Regions from separate parts of the Drosophila melanogaster genome. Here region 2 is linked to region 1. The links are chromatin contacts, called in public Hi-C maps. All regions are on one chromosome and are shown on one strand. Each heading gives the region's core, a stretch centred on a gene start, on an enhancer-like site or on the middle of the called end of the contact. The rest is flanking DNA. Distances are from core to core; before and after follow the strand shown.

Region 1 (6,895 bases), core at 596-3,095:
TGTATATGCAGGAATATACCAATAAATCATAGGGTTTTCTAGGGTTGACTAAGTGTGGGATTTACACTATAGATTTAATATCTATCTTAAAGCACGCCACCACATATGAGTTTTAAGTGCATAAATTGAAACCCAAATATATTTAATATATATTTATTCGGCTAATAAATTATGAATTATATCTCGGAGTAGGGCATTTAACATTCGCAGTGCTTGGTAAATTAATTCCTGAAGAACATATTTCTCATGTTTTCGCTTTCAGTTTCCATCTTTTTTTTTTTTTTTTGCCCCGACTCATATTTGGTTTGGCTTTTCTGCGGGTTCCTCGGCCGCCTTCTTTTCCCGAAAAAAAAAAACAAACGAAGAATTAAAAGGGGTGGCCCACGGCTCATGGCCCGTGGATGATGGTTGATGGCTGATGGCCCTGTCCAAGTCCCGTCCATGTCCCAACCAAATCCACAGCCCCGTCCCCACTCACATCCACATCCACATCCCTGTCCAGAACCAGACTCGCGTCTTTGGCAGCATTATGTTTCCGTCGGTAATGAGTTGGCAGCGACTGCAACTCAGTGTTGTCGAGATCCGACAGTAAAAACCCGATGGATTCGAGTAACAAGTGCATTTCAATATTTCAATGTGTATATAATAAGCCTCAATATGCAGTTATGATAAGCGGAGAGATTCTATACAATTTTATCTAATCTTAAATGTGTAGTATATCCTAAATGTATAATAATATCTAATAGTGTGCATAAATAAAGTGTATTTTAATAATAATTTTAATTTTTAATATTTTCAGTTGGTTTCTGAAAATGCAGAAAACTTCATTCTCAAATAATTTGCAAAAGATTAAAAAAAAATGCTATTTCTTGACTAGCAATTAAATAGTTGGAATGGCAACTCTATTTCTGCGTTGAATGTTGCATGTGGCTGTATTGGTGTTTACTCCCCCTCCCCCAATACATGCATCCTCTTCACCCCCCTCTCCACTGAGTTCACTTTATGATTATTATTGTTGGACGGCGGTCTTCTCCTTTTTTAATGAATTTTATTAAGCGCGACAGCAGCAGCAACAGATAGATCGAGTTGAAAAGAGGGGAGTGGGGAGTGGCTGTGTGTAAGTGTGTGTGTGTGTGTGTGTGCTGGGTGACCGAAGCCAGCAGCTTTTGTCAACGCCTCAAAAGTAAAGTAAAGAGCTGCTGGTAAAATAATAAAAATACAAAAAAACTGCCTTAATTGGTACTTTTTATTGACCATCGCCTGTGACTCATTCGATGTTTTATACCATTCAAGCATGAAATCTAATCCGATGAATTAGTCAATAATTGATAAAATGGAAAAACAATTTGCGTAAAATGGTGTGAAGTATGCAATAAATATGCACTGCATTTGTAAGTGCTTTACGCCTCTTAATTAATAGCATTTAAACGATTGTGTGGCTAATGAGAAAAGTGTGAATTAGAGAGGGCCTGTTCAATATTATGAAATTAGTTTTGTTTTTTAAAAACGCAATAAACCTTACACACACACAGAACCTTGTAAATTTTGAGAAACCGTTGCATTACTGTGTAAACTATTCCCGATTTTAACCATATTTCCCTATCAATTGCTTGGTCAAAGAATTGAACTGAAAGATATTAGTTTTCGAAACGTGTATTTATGCATTTTGCAAACGTTCGTGTTGACAGGAACAGAAGCTTGAATAAGTAAATGAAAATTGTTGTTTCCTATATAATTTTGTTTTCGATCAATCCTACTTATATGTAAGTAACACCAATTTAGGGAATGAGCCCGCTTCTATATAGCTCATCTCCAGACTTTCCTATCAGTAACACACTGCCGAAGGGCCCCCGAAACTTGACTCATAGACTCACAATTTGAGATAAAAACCTCTGAGATACAAATTGTGAGAATTCAATGACGCACGCGAGAGGGGGGGGGGGGGGCAGGGAGATAACGGAAGCTGAAATTGGAATTGGAATCGGAATACGTAAACGAGTACGAATTCGAATTGAAATGAGAATGTCAGCTCAAGTGTCAATCAGACGACGACAATTCTACTTGGCGCTGCATTAACAAAGAAAAAAAAAATTAAATTAAAAGAGAAATTTCGAGGCAAAAGTGCGGGGCAAATCAGAGCGAGAAAATGAAATGCATAAATAAAGCCAAATGGAAATAATGCACGCAGAGTATCTATGTGACCGACTGGGTACGTGTATTTGTGCCCGTTGTTGACTGATGACAAAATTGTTGCACTCGTCAGTCAGACGAACCAAGTGATAAGCCTCTGCACAGCAAAAAACAAAAGGCATTCAGTTGTTATTAGGCATTACAATTTACACATAGCAAAATTTCGTTACATAAGATGCATTCGGTGTCTGAAAGTATGCAGCAATATATTTCTAAGACAAAAGATAGATACATGCGAGAACTCGACATACTAGTGACTCCATCTAGCTAATCTAGCTACTTGAGTAACTTAAAAAATATTTAATGCGATAAAGAAATAACACGTATTTTCTCCCGGTGCATGTCTTTTATGTTCCCTCATTCGCATCAGAGAAATTCGCTTGACAATTGCTTGCTAATGAGACCCAGCTTATAATGGTTATATTCTATTTTTCCTGGTTTCATTTCTTTCCCCATTTCGCAATGCAAAAATCGCTGGGAAAACGCGCCCGAATCGCTGCCAAGTCGCGCGCAACACGCATGCGCAGCTGCACTCGCAATTAGTCGCCAAGTTGAGCGGCACAATGGAAATGAAAACGAAAACGAAAACGAAGATGGACTAAAAGATGATAAAGTAGGCAAAGGCGAATGGCAAAACACGCAACGGAAAACGAAACAGACAAAAGCTCGAAATAAGACCATGCGCAATGCATTTTGCCATTGCATCAGTGAGAAAACCGCATGGGTTAAGGGGGTTTTAGGGGGTTAAGACGCTTTTCGGATGGCACAATGAAAGCCCCTATGCCATTGCAAACGCCATGCCAAACGATATTCACACAAGTCCATGATGTTACTAACATTGATTTATGGTAGTTATCAAATAATGTAAATGTAAATGTAATAATGTAAAATTATGTGAAAATATGCACCCAGTTTGCCAGGAAACAGTTTTCCCTTAGCAACAAAATCGTTTATATATATATTTTATCCCATGAAAATGGGTCACTAAACTTGCCCAGCACGGCTGCAATGTAATCAACAAGGTTAAGGTTACGAAATATGTACATATGTCCATATTTTTATCGCATTCTTCGCACAAACGGAAATGTAAACACTGATGTACATACATATACACGATGTGTTTTTGATATAAATGAACTTGCTTATATGCCCATGACAAGTATGATTTATTGGCTAATTGGCCAATGGTTTTTTATGGATTTCACAGTTGTTCACGTGGGTCATCTTAGTTTAATGATACAGTTTCCAAGCAAGGTTTTACTCTTTACTGCACGCACATTAATACGAAAAGTCGTGTATTAAAACAAATTAGTTATCAAAATGAGTTGATCTTCAAGCTAAGCGATCTGAAGGACGCCGAGATGCGCCAGTGGAAAATGGATTTTCACTTTCGGACCCAACGGAACTCTTTCGGAACCCGTTCCGGTCTCACTTTCACTGGGAATGCAAATTTCATTCCGAACCCTCCAATGAAAGACCGCTAACGGACCGTAAACGGGTTTAAATTCATGGGCCAGGGAAATCCTATGGATCGCCGATAAATAAAGCTGATACACGGATTATCAGTCGAAGATCAGTAGTTGCAGCTTTTTCGGGGAAATTCAATCTCGGCTCTATTAGGGCCTCCCCATTCACATTTATATGGACTTTTAAAGAGGTATTACCAGTGATTAGCATTTTTGGATCTCTCTAAGGTAGCTGGATGTGTCATACAAAGTGATCAAATAAATAAATTACGAAATATCAGTTTTCGTACATCACATAGGCTTAAAAGTTAATGATTGATTTAAAGTCAACTAGGATGGACTTTCTTGGCTGATTCTCCTCTTTGATGGATGTCTTGATGGATGGGTCTGGTTAATGCCATTTTTGAAAGGCGTTTGCTACTCCCCACAAATTGATGCATGTTTCTAGGTGAGATTGGACTTACCCTCAAGCCGTTCTGATGGCGATGGTTGGAGGTCAGATCCAGCATGGAACTGGCCCTTAGCTTCTGGTTTTGATCCGCACTGGCAGCTGGAACCGGCACTGCTGGCACTTCGGGAGTCAGGGCTTGACCTTTTGCCAACTCCATGTCCTGGCCATGATACGGATCTGGGTTTCCACACTCGCTGCAGGATATATTCTCCGCCGATCGCGCTGATCTGCTAGCCAGTGGCGACAAGGATGCGGTGGATGATCCCGCCGATGCGGACGCAGTTGTGCACGTGGAGATTGTGGGCGATGTCGACGTCCATGTGGCTGTGGGTGGTGTTATGCTGGTGAGCGTAACTGTTAGTTGGCCGATTCCCTCGTTGTTGTTCTCGATGGTGTTGTTGTTGTAGTTGATGATATTATTGTTGTTGTTACTGCTGCTGCTGTTCGTATTACTCGAGTTTTTTGCATTGGCGTAGAACACCTGGGATATGCTGCGAAATATGGTGCGATAGCCCCTTTTGTTCTCCGTATCGCCGGCCATGATCACACTGTGCAAAAAAAAACTAATAAAAAAAAACAAAACAGATATCACACACTCGAAATCTGCACGATTCTGCTCTTTCCTAATTCTTCACTCTTTCACTTTAAACTCATTGGTTTATGGTTGCGTTTTGTTAACTCTTTTGTTTTTATGGCGTTTTTGTGTTGTGTGGGAGGGATTCACTGAAAAGAAATTGGGTTGGTTGTGGGCGTCACGTTTTTGGGTTTGTACAAATTAGGTTTTTTTTTGCATTTTTAGTGGAACAAATCGTTTATAGGTAAGTCTCGTCACAGTTTATTTCATATTCATGTACGAGCAAGTGTGTAGGATCCAGTGAAAGAGTGTACATATATTAAATGCCTTGTCAAAGATTGCACTTTTTTTGCTCAGTGCACTTAAACGAAACGTGAAAACGTCGGAAGAAAGCCAAAAGCATGAGCAACGCGTCCACTTCTTATCACTTTTCTGCGCGGGGGAGTGTTTCTGGGGCCACACAAATCAATAATTTTAATCGTAACACCCTGGAAAATATCATAATTACACGAGGCCAGTGGAAATGGAAATGGAATGGCATGGAATGGGGACTAGACCATGGCGACCATTCGTATCGAAAACTGAGAATTGAAGCACACGGGAGACGCGTTCGGGCAGCGGCGGCCAACTAAATCGTTTCGCAGCGTTACCGCCTTCAAGCGCCACCGTTACCTTACCGCCAACGCCGACGCCGACTGCGACGTCGACTGAAGCAGCAGCGGCTGTTGGCGTAATCGTTTTTCTTGCCGCTTTGGCTGTTGCTTCTTTTTTTTGCAGACTTTGTTGGTCTTTTTCGGTTTTTGTTTTGTTTATGGGGCTCTTCTAGGCGCACAGTGGTTGTGGATCCATTTTATGGCTGGCAAAATACTGTGAAATCGGAACTATATCCTGTTACGTCCATATGGTCCTTCAGGCGGGATAAGAAAAAACCCTTTAATCACCATTTGTGGACAATTCCTTTCATTTTTTGTCTCGTTCTTGATGTTTTTATACTAGTTATGCTATCGAACATATTATTGATATTTATGGAAATTAATATCCCCCACATACGACATACATTTCGTTATAAACAAGTTTTAGGTAAGCTATTAATGGTTATAGAAATTTTAATTTATTGATTTGTCGGAACATGTTTTGAAAACCTCAGAACCCCAGACTTGACAGTGGAATATTGATTTTTTCCAGCGACCACTGTAGCCCATTATGAGTGTTAACTTTTTTTTTTTATTTATTTACCCCGCTTCGAGAGCTTTCTTCGCCTAGTCTGCATGCAAATCGAAAAACAACAATGTGCGGCATTTTGTATAGATCGAAAACTCGTATCCAGATGCCAGATGGAGAACAATAGTGACACAAATTGGACAACGAAACAACAACAAAAAAATGATCAGAAAGGGAACTTATCAATCACAACTTTCACCGAAAATAGCCATTCGGAAACAAATAAGGCAATAATCCGCGGCCAGATGATGCAATTCCACTGTGCGCTTAAATGTTTTACACACTTGTCGCGGAGTGTTTATCACTGCCCACCGTTGTGTTGTTGCTTTTATTGCCATGGTTGTTTTCGCTGTCGCTTATCACGCGCTAAAATTTGTGTGTGCGATGTGTGTGTGTGTGTGTGTGTGTGTGTATGTCACACAACACGCATAGCTGCAGTCAAAATAATAGTGTCGAGCATTTCAAGCAGTGATAATGCAACTGCTCTGGCTTTCTTCTGTTGAGCAGCCCCGATTAAAGTGAAATAAAGATAGTGTTGCTATGTATATACAATGTAATTTTTAAGACCATATATTAAGTCGCAAATATTTGGCTATCAGATAATTCATGCACTTAACAAGTACGCGATAGGTTATTTTCAAAATCGCTATGTGCGAAAAAATATTAAATTAGCTTGAACTTTTCTTACTATTTTTATTCGGAAACCTATTTAGGCAGAGCAATTTTCAAAAAATTATATCAAGTTTACGACTTGAAATATGACTTAAAAGTTACAGTTAGTTAATATGTATTTTATCAGCAAAACAACTTTTCTCAGATATTTTTTTTATTTTGGAAATCCCAAAACTCTACCCACAGGTGTGTGGCAACTGTTTGCTCTTGATTTTGTATCTCAGCAGAGCCAATTACGAGTGCGTTACTCACTGGCCAGCAGCAAGTGCATTGGCAATTCCAATAGCTGACCACTGATAGCCGACTATTGATGCAGTGGCA
Region 2 (6,568 bases), core at 706-3,205, 140 kb after region 1:
CCAGCCAGATGCGATCCCATTTATCCACAGCAAACTCTTTGGCCATGATCGGGGTCTCCTTTTTCTCTACTCCACATACACGGCTCTCTGTCTGCTCTGTCAGATCCCTTTTTAAATCGGGAGCTGCAGCTGTAGCTGTTGGCCAAAGAGGCGTTTTATGCCAGTGCGCAGATGCATAAATGCATAGAAGCAGGTTCAGGATAAAAGAGAATGCATATGTTCGAAACGAAATATTCCTCGAAAATGCTACTAATTAGTAAAAACCTAAAACTGACGGTATTAGTGCTCATTTAGACTGTGATTTATTGACTTAAAGCACAGCGGCCTAAACGTGTCAGTCAGTAAATAACGGTCTATTTCATTTAAGTTTTATTACAAGCTCAGTATTGCGAGCATTTTAATGACCAGATATGCAGTGATTTTAAGGGCGTTTGAAATTTGATAAACACCAACATCGCCCTTCCAATAACCTCTTCCCCTTTTTGCTGACCAAAACACGTCCATTTGACGATTTATTATTAATGAAAATGGTCTAAATGCCGCCCCTACACCAAACATACGAATATTACAGGTAGCCATCATAAATCCGTGTACAAACATGTGAGAATGCGGGTAGGACCAGAAGCATATTGAGTTTCGTCATATTTCATTTGAATCTTATCGTCGATGTGAAAACACGTTTACCACGAGCCATATAAAAATATACAACTATGAAATGCCATGGGCTTTTGGAACTAACCTATCCTAAGTGCAAATGGGGAAAGTAAGTGAGATGGCCGAAGGGAATTGCTTGATAAAAGCTTGGCCAATACGTATTAGCTAATTGGCATTGGAATGTTGTGTCGTTGGGTGAATCTATTTAGTATTAATCAGTGAACTGGCAACTAAGAACTGGAAATTTGAACTTACGTTGACCAAACTAACGCCAAAGCAAGCGACCCATCCCCATCCACCGTCGGGCGCCACTTTTCTGGGTTGTTTGCTTGCCATTTCTGCTTTGTTGTGCTGTGCTGTGCTGTGCTGAGTTCTCCTCGGTTGTCTGCTTTTCCTGGATTTGCTTTGTTTTTGTTTTGGTTTTATTTTAGGTCTCTATATATGAGGTGTAGCACACATATAGATTTATGGATACTTTTTTTACGTTGTGGCTTTGTGTTTTTCGATTTTCTTAATTTATGCCCGCCGTCTCCGTGGGGTTTGTTGTTTCTGATGTTCTAATTATATTTTTCCATTTCTTTGATTTTTAGACAACACACTTACGAAAAAAATTCGAAAAAAAAGAACAGACGTGAACTCTTGTTTGTTAGGTTTTTACGATTATTTCAGCTTTATCACATTGGAATTTGTTATTTAAATTCATTTGAATCGGTGTTTGTTTGTTATGTTCTTTCTGTTTTTTTTTTTTCTTTTAAGGCACTTGGTGGAGAAACGCGTGGTGGTTTGTTGGTTTTTTCGTATTAACTTTTGATTAAAATTCCCTTTGGTCAGTCGCTAATTTTGACATTTGTTTTGTCAGCCTGTTTTGTTTTCTGGTTTCTTGTTCCAGCTGTTTCACTGTTCTCCCTTTCGTTCAGGGGGGTGTTGTTGACTGCGGGTGTGTGTGTGTGTGTGTGTGTGTGTGATAGTGTTGTTGCAATAGTTGTTCCTGTTCTGTTGTGTCTATCGCAGGGGGGAGGGGGGCGGGCCTTTGTGGCCTGCGTTGCGTCGCTCTCAGCGGACTTTTGCCGTTTGGTAGTGTGGTCGCTTCGCACAGCGCTATTTATTACAAAAGAGGGGGCGGCAGGCGCTCAATGTCTCCTTCTCGGTCTCCGTCTTGGTCTCCCTTTCCCTGCTGTCGCTGTCTCTGTCTGGTCGCCTGTCCGTCTTGCTCGCTCTCTCGTCGCGTCTCTTCCTTCCTCGATTTCGATGAGCTACGCGCGGCTGTTCAATCGATACTGAATACTGAACACTGACTGCCGTCGCCGTTTGCCGTCCCGTCGCTGCCGCTGTCTCAGTCGCCGTTACCGTCGTCGCACAGTGGGCCAAATTAATTGGTTAACTAGCTAGCAATGGGTATTGGTGATCCAGATTTCTAGAACTTTTGATCACACTTTTGTAAAGAACGCGAAAAATTAGAAGGCTGCAAGGTGGGAATTACTAATTATTATTAACTTATGAATTACTATCGGTTTTTTGATACTAGATATATTTAGCCTGCCGATCTCTTACTAAACAATGAAAATCGGAACTGGTTCAAATGAAATTGGAGTAGAGTGGTTACATTTGGGCCCACTGTGCCACAGTGTCGTTTCATTCAGAGAGAGTCCCCATGTCCATGTGTGTGTGTGTGTGTGTGTGTGTGTGTGTGTGTGTGTGTGTGTGTGTGTCGGTGTTGCAGTATTTCAAGATCGCGTTCTAATGCCGATCGAAAGAGAAATAAAACGTGGAGTGAGAGAAGTCGCTTACTTCGCTTGCCAAAATCTACAAACAATGCGCCTTCCTTCTTTGTTTACATTCGTTCTTTGTCTGCAGTTGTTGCGCTGCATTCGCAGGCTCTTCCTCTCCTCTCGTTCTCCTCTTTACGTTCTTCACTTGGCCTTTTGACGCTGCTGCAGTTGCGCAAATGAGCCAGCTCTCTCTTCAGCTCTTCGCTCTTTACTCTCGCTCACTCTTTTCTCTTCTGTTAACTTGTTGCGTCTTTGTTAAAGAGTGATAACAGTGCGCCCTCGTAAATGAGATCAGGAGATTTTAAATATTGTATCTGGATTTTGTTTGTTAGTTCTTTTTGTTTGCAAATCATGTATGTCATGTGTACATTTTTATCCAACATTGGTATTTATTTTTAATTAAGGATATTAAACTGTATATCTAAGGTCACGGCGGTGTCCCAAAAGATTGACAAATAATCGATAATTGCTGGAGTTCCTGTGGGGATAGTTGAGAAGTGGGGCAATGACACCGCACACAACCACGTGGCATTTGCATGCGAGTACCTGAAGCTGAAACTGCCGGCAACAGATTGTTGATTTGCTGTACGATGTTGCCACTAAACCACCCCTATTGGTTACACACCTGCTAACAGTCTATTGACCCGATCTCGAACAAACTAGGCAGTCCTGGCGCCACACATCCGTGCAGTGAGTTATTTTGTTAGGACTTGCAAAATAAACTCGAATTTTTTTAAACGTTTCTAGAAAACAGGCCCGTTTTCTATAATTGGCAAAAAAATATGTGTAAAATCTAATTTCGCACAATTTTAGGGTCAAACTTGACATTACCAAAATGAATTATTGAGCTTATATTTAAAAAAAAAATTTTTATTTTAAATAATAACAAATCGTACACCAACATATATGGTATTGAAATTGTAGCTATAAAAAGGCTAGATGGGCAGCACAGCTGCTGAGTCCTGTTTCCTGTTTCCACTTGTTGCTCAGTTGATTACGCCACCTACTCTCTGTGGGTGGGATGCCCACAAGTGGGTGGCTTTATATGTGTGCCTTCGTTTATCTCTGATGAAAAGAGGATTTAGTAGGGCGAAGGTTCAGTTGTGCGAAAGATGGATTACCACCCACTATGCGCGCAATGGATCACTGACCCACACGAAACACCTTAAAAAATTGTTAGTACTTACACTATATGTTTAGATACATACAATATATAATAAGTTAATTTGGATTTAATTGGTTTTTTTCTTTTTTGAAATGAAAAGAGTGTTCGGTATGCCCAAGCTGGTCGATTTGGTTTGATTCACTCAGATTTTTTTTCCATTTAGTTCCGCTGATGGCGACAGCAATACTCGTGGTTACAAAAACCGACTGCGACAAATTTATTTGCCATTGACTTGGTAGAGACAGTGAACTTGGCCCGAGTTTCCTGCCCGATTTTTGCATATGTTTTCAGTATGTTTCCTCTCGATCTATTTGATAAGCACCGCGGTGCATTCAACCTGATCGCCTCGTTATGAGATTGTTTTTAAACACTTTTTTTTGAGCCTGTAACTTTCCGCTGGCGCGGAGTTACATATCATTTTGATTCCCGGTTCTTAACCCATTCATTGTTGTATGTTTTGTTGTCATCGACCAAAACTGGTTTATTCTTTAGCACGCGTCAAATTTTGCAAATTTAATTGTTTGGTCAAATAATTTTACAAATCCATTCAGTGTGGGTGTTTTGCATTGATAACAGTTTCAATCAAATCTAATATGTTTTAAAGGTTTGATTTAACCTTTCACGCCGTTATATCTGGATATCTATATCTAGGTATTTATTTATTTATTTATTTCCGAGCTTCCGATGTTCATTAGTCAAGTGCTCAGCCTACTCAGTATAATGAGATAGAATGAGAAAAAATATACAAATTGTTTCAAAGTGTGGACGTGAACGGTTCAACGGCCTAGGGCGTTAGAGTGGGCGTGGCAAAAAGTTTTATTTGGCAAATCGATAGAAATTTACGAGACTTATAAAAATGTGAAATGATATCAACTCATTTTTCAAAAGTGTGGGCGCGGCAGTTTTGTACGGTTTGTCAACAAACTTGCGCTGCGTCTTTGTTTCTAGAATCAGTATGTTGAATCTCAACCTTCTAGAATTTGATCCAGATCAAGAATATATATACTTTATATGGTCGGAAACGCTTCCTTCTGCCTGTTACATACTTTACAACTAATCTAGTATACCCTTTTACTCTACAAGTAACGGGTATAAATATAAATTCTCAGAAGTCAACTTGCCACCAGTGTTTGTTCAATTTTTTTTTCCGCATCAATTCTCAGTGTCATTGATCATTGATTTGGATGTTATGATGAGTAGACTCGTGATATTCACGTGCTCCTTCCAATTCAGTTGGACTTTCTTCCGTTGTGTCATAAGATTTTTGTTAGATGTTGAACTTTGGATGCTGTCAGACGGATGGACAAACAGATTTTAATTCGACTTTATTGCTGCGCCACAAGAGATTGGATCATATAATGTTGAGACTGATCGTTTACCAGGGCCACGTAGTAACGAATCGCACCACAAGAAAAATTGACAGTCTGTGGTTGTCCGATGGTTTAGAATATTTCAAACGCTATAAATTGTCGCATAGATCTTAGATAACTTTAGGTATAACATTCGAAGATAACATTCAATGAAACGCTTGTTTTAAGGTTTAAGTATTGGCAGCTTACGCATATTATTTAACAATTATCAATATCTAATACAATTTGCTACACTCGAAAAGTATATACACAATGTACACGCTGAATATAGTTTACATAAACATACAGATAAAAAAAAAAGCACTGGGCAAATGCGATAACAAGAATAACATTTTGCTAAAGTTAGGATGGATGGGGGAACGGTGTTGGTCCTGGAATTCGCTGGCACTGAGTAAAACTACGCCATCGTATGTTGATCAGTTGATTGACTTGACCGGTGGCGATTTCCGGCTGCGCGCGCGGATGAAATCTTCCAGATACCAGCCGGCAAAGGCCATCACGCAAAGGGCATTCAGCAGGTTGAGGGTCACCGCATAGCTGGTGTGATCCCGGATTAAGCCTGGATGATCGTTGGGTTACACAATTAGAAGATTAGAAATTGCAATTATATTGGTCTATGTATATCTATTGCTCACCAATCAGCGGTCCGAAGATCATCGAAAAGGTGCCGGACATCAGCAGCTGCAGCCCAGCTGCCGCCGGCAATCTCTTCAGGGGCACATAACTGGGTATGATCAGGGACCAGAAGACCGTGCGGAAGGCCTTGTTAAGGCCCAGCCACAGGAAGATGGCCATCATGACGTAGAAATTGGAGGTCATCGAGAGGAACATGCGGCCAATGCACATGCCCAAAATGCCCACAACGAAGAAGGTACGGTTGCTTAGATTGATTTTGGCCGTGATCAGGGGTATAAGGAATCGAACAACCAGATCGAAGAATCCCAGCGTGGACATGGCCAGGGCAATCTGATCCTTATTGAAACCCAAATCGCTTAGGATGAAGGGTGTCAGGATGGCAAAGTTGATCTCCACAAAGTTGATCAGTGTGATGCCCACAGCCAGGTTGACATACGTGATATCCCTCAGCAGATCCATATCAAAGAATATCACCACTTTCATGTAGAATGGCAGCTTCTTGCGGCGCTGGCGCTCCTTCTCATCCTCCAGCTCTTGCTTCTCCTTCTCCGTTAGCTCGGTGTGTTGCACTTCGTGGTCAGAATTGTAGCCAGTGGCCTCCTCCTCCTTAATGCTGTGACTCACGGATATGCTGCGCAGCTGGCGTCCCGGATTTGAGTCCTTACTGCTTAGCCTCTTCAGCTCCACGTGGCCATTGCTGTCCGATTTCTCCCAGGTGTTCAGTCGATTCCGAGTGCCCACGCTGTTCAACGAGGCCCGCGAGCCAAACCAACCGTCATTGGCACGTGGCAGCACCGGGGTTTCCGGCTCTACAACATTCTTGATAATATCCTCGTCCTGATCCTCACGCTCTGCCAGTGGCTGGACCTGCTGCAGTGCCTCCGCATCGCGATCTCGCTTCACCACGTGCCATTTGACTGGCTGGTAGATCAGCGAGCAGGCGATGGTGTGCAGTGAGGCGCCGGCAAAGAGTA

Evidence for each region. A called contact is a pair of places that touch in the nucleus more often than the background predicts.
Region 2: a Hi-C map of the Kc167 cell line shows a contact between it and region 1, with 5 times the contacts expected there. The contact joins the promoter of CG8034 here to the enhancer-like site in region 1. A contact is called at or near these places in 11 of 107 Hi-C or Micro-C datasets (the Kc167 cell line, the OSC cell line, the S2 cell line and 4 more) and 1 of 6 datasets of contacts at active chromatin or transcription factors (the Kc167 cell line).

The regions. Positions count from the first base shown.
Region 1 is chrX:19,160,031-19,166,925 of dm6, forward strand. It overlaps RhoGAP18B (Rho GTPase activating protein at 18B), which reads right to left. Exons shown (of 6, transcript NM_001298497.1): 1 at 6,827-6,895; 2 at 4,121-4,670. The coding sequence starts at 4,648. Among named protein-coding and RNA genes, the nearest start is that of RhoGAP18B, 3.6 kb to the right of the region's middle. Within about 2 kb of position 1,846, at least 9 of the 39 cell types and tissues checked have an H3K27ac peak or open chromatin away from gene starts, as enhancers often do. A contact at or near this core is called in the Kc167 cell line, the S2 cell line and embryo, where this site is marked.
Region 2 is chrX:19,296,207-19,302,774 of dm6, forward strand. CG8034 reads right to left here and starts at 1,956. Exons shown (of 4, transcript NM_133148.5): 1 at 910-1,956. The coding sequence starts at 990. It overlaps CG8051, which reads right to left. Exons shown (of 5, transcript NM_133149.3): 4 at 5,594-6,568; 5 at 5,124-5,517. The coding sequence ends at 5,375. It also overlaps sncRNA:763.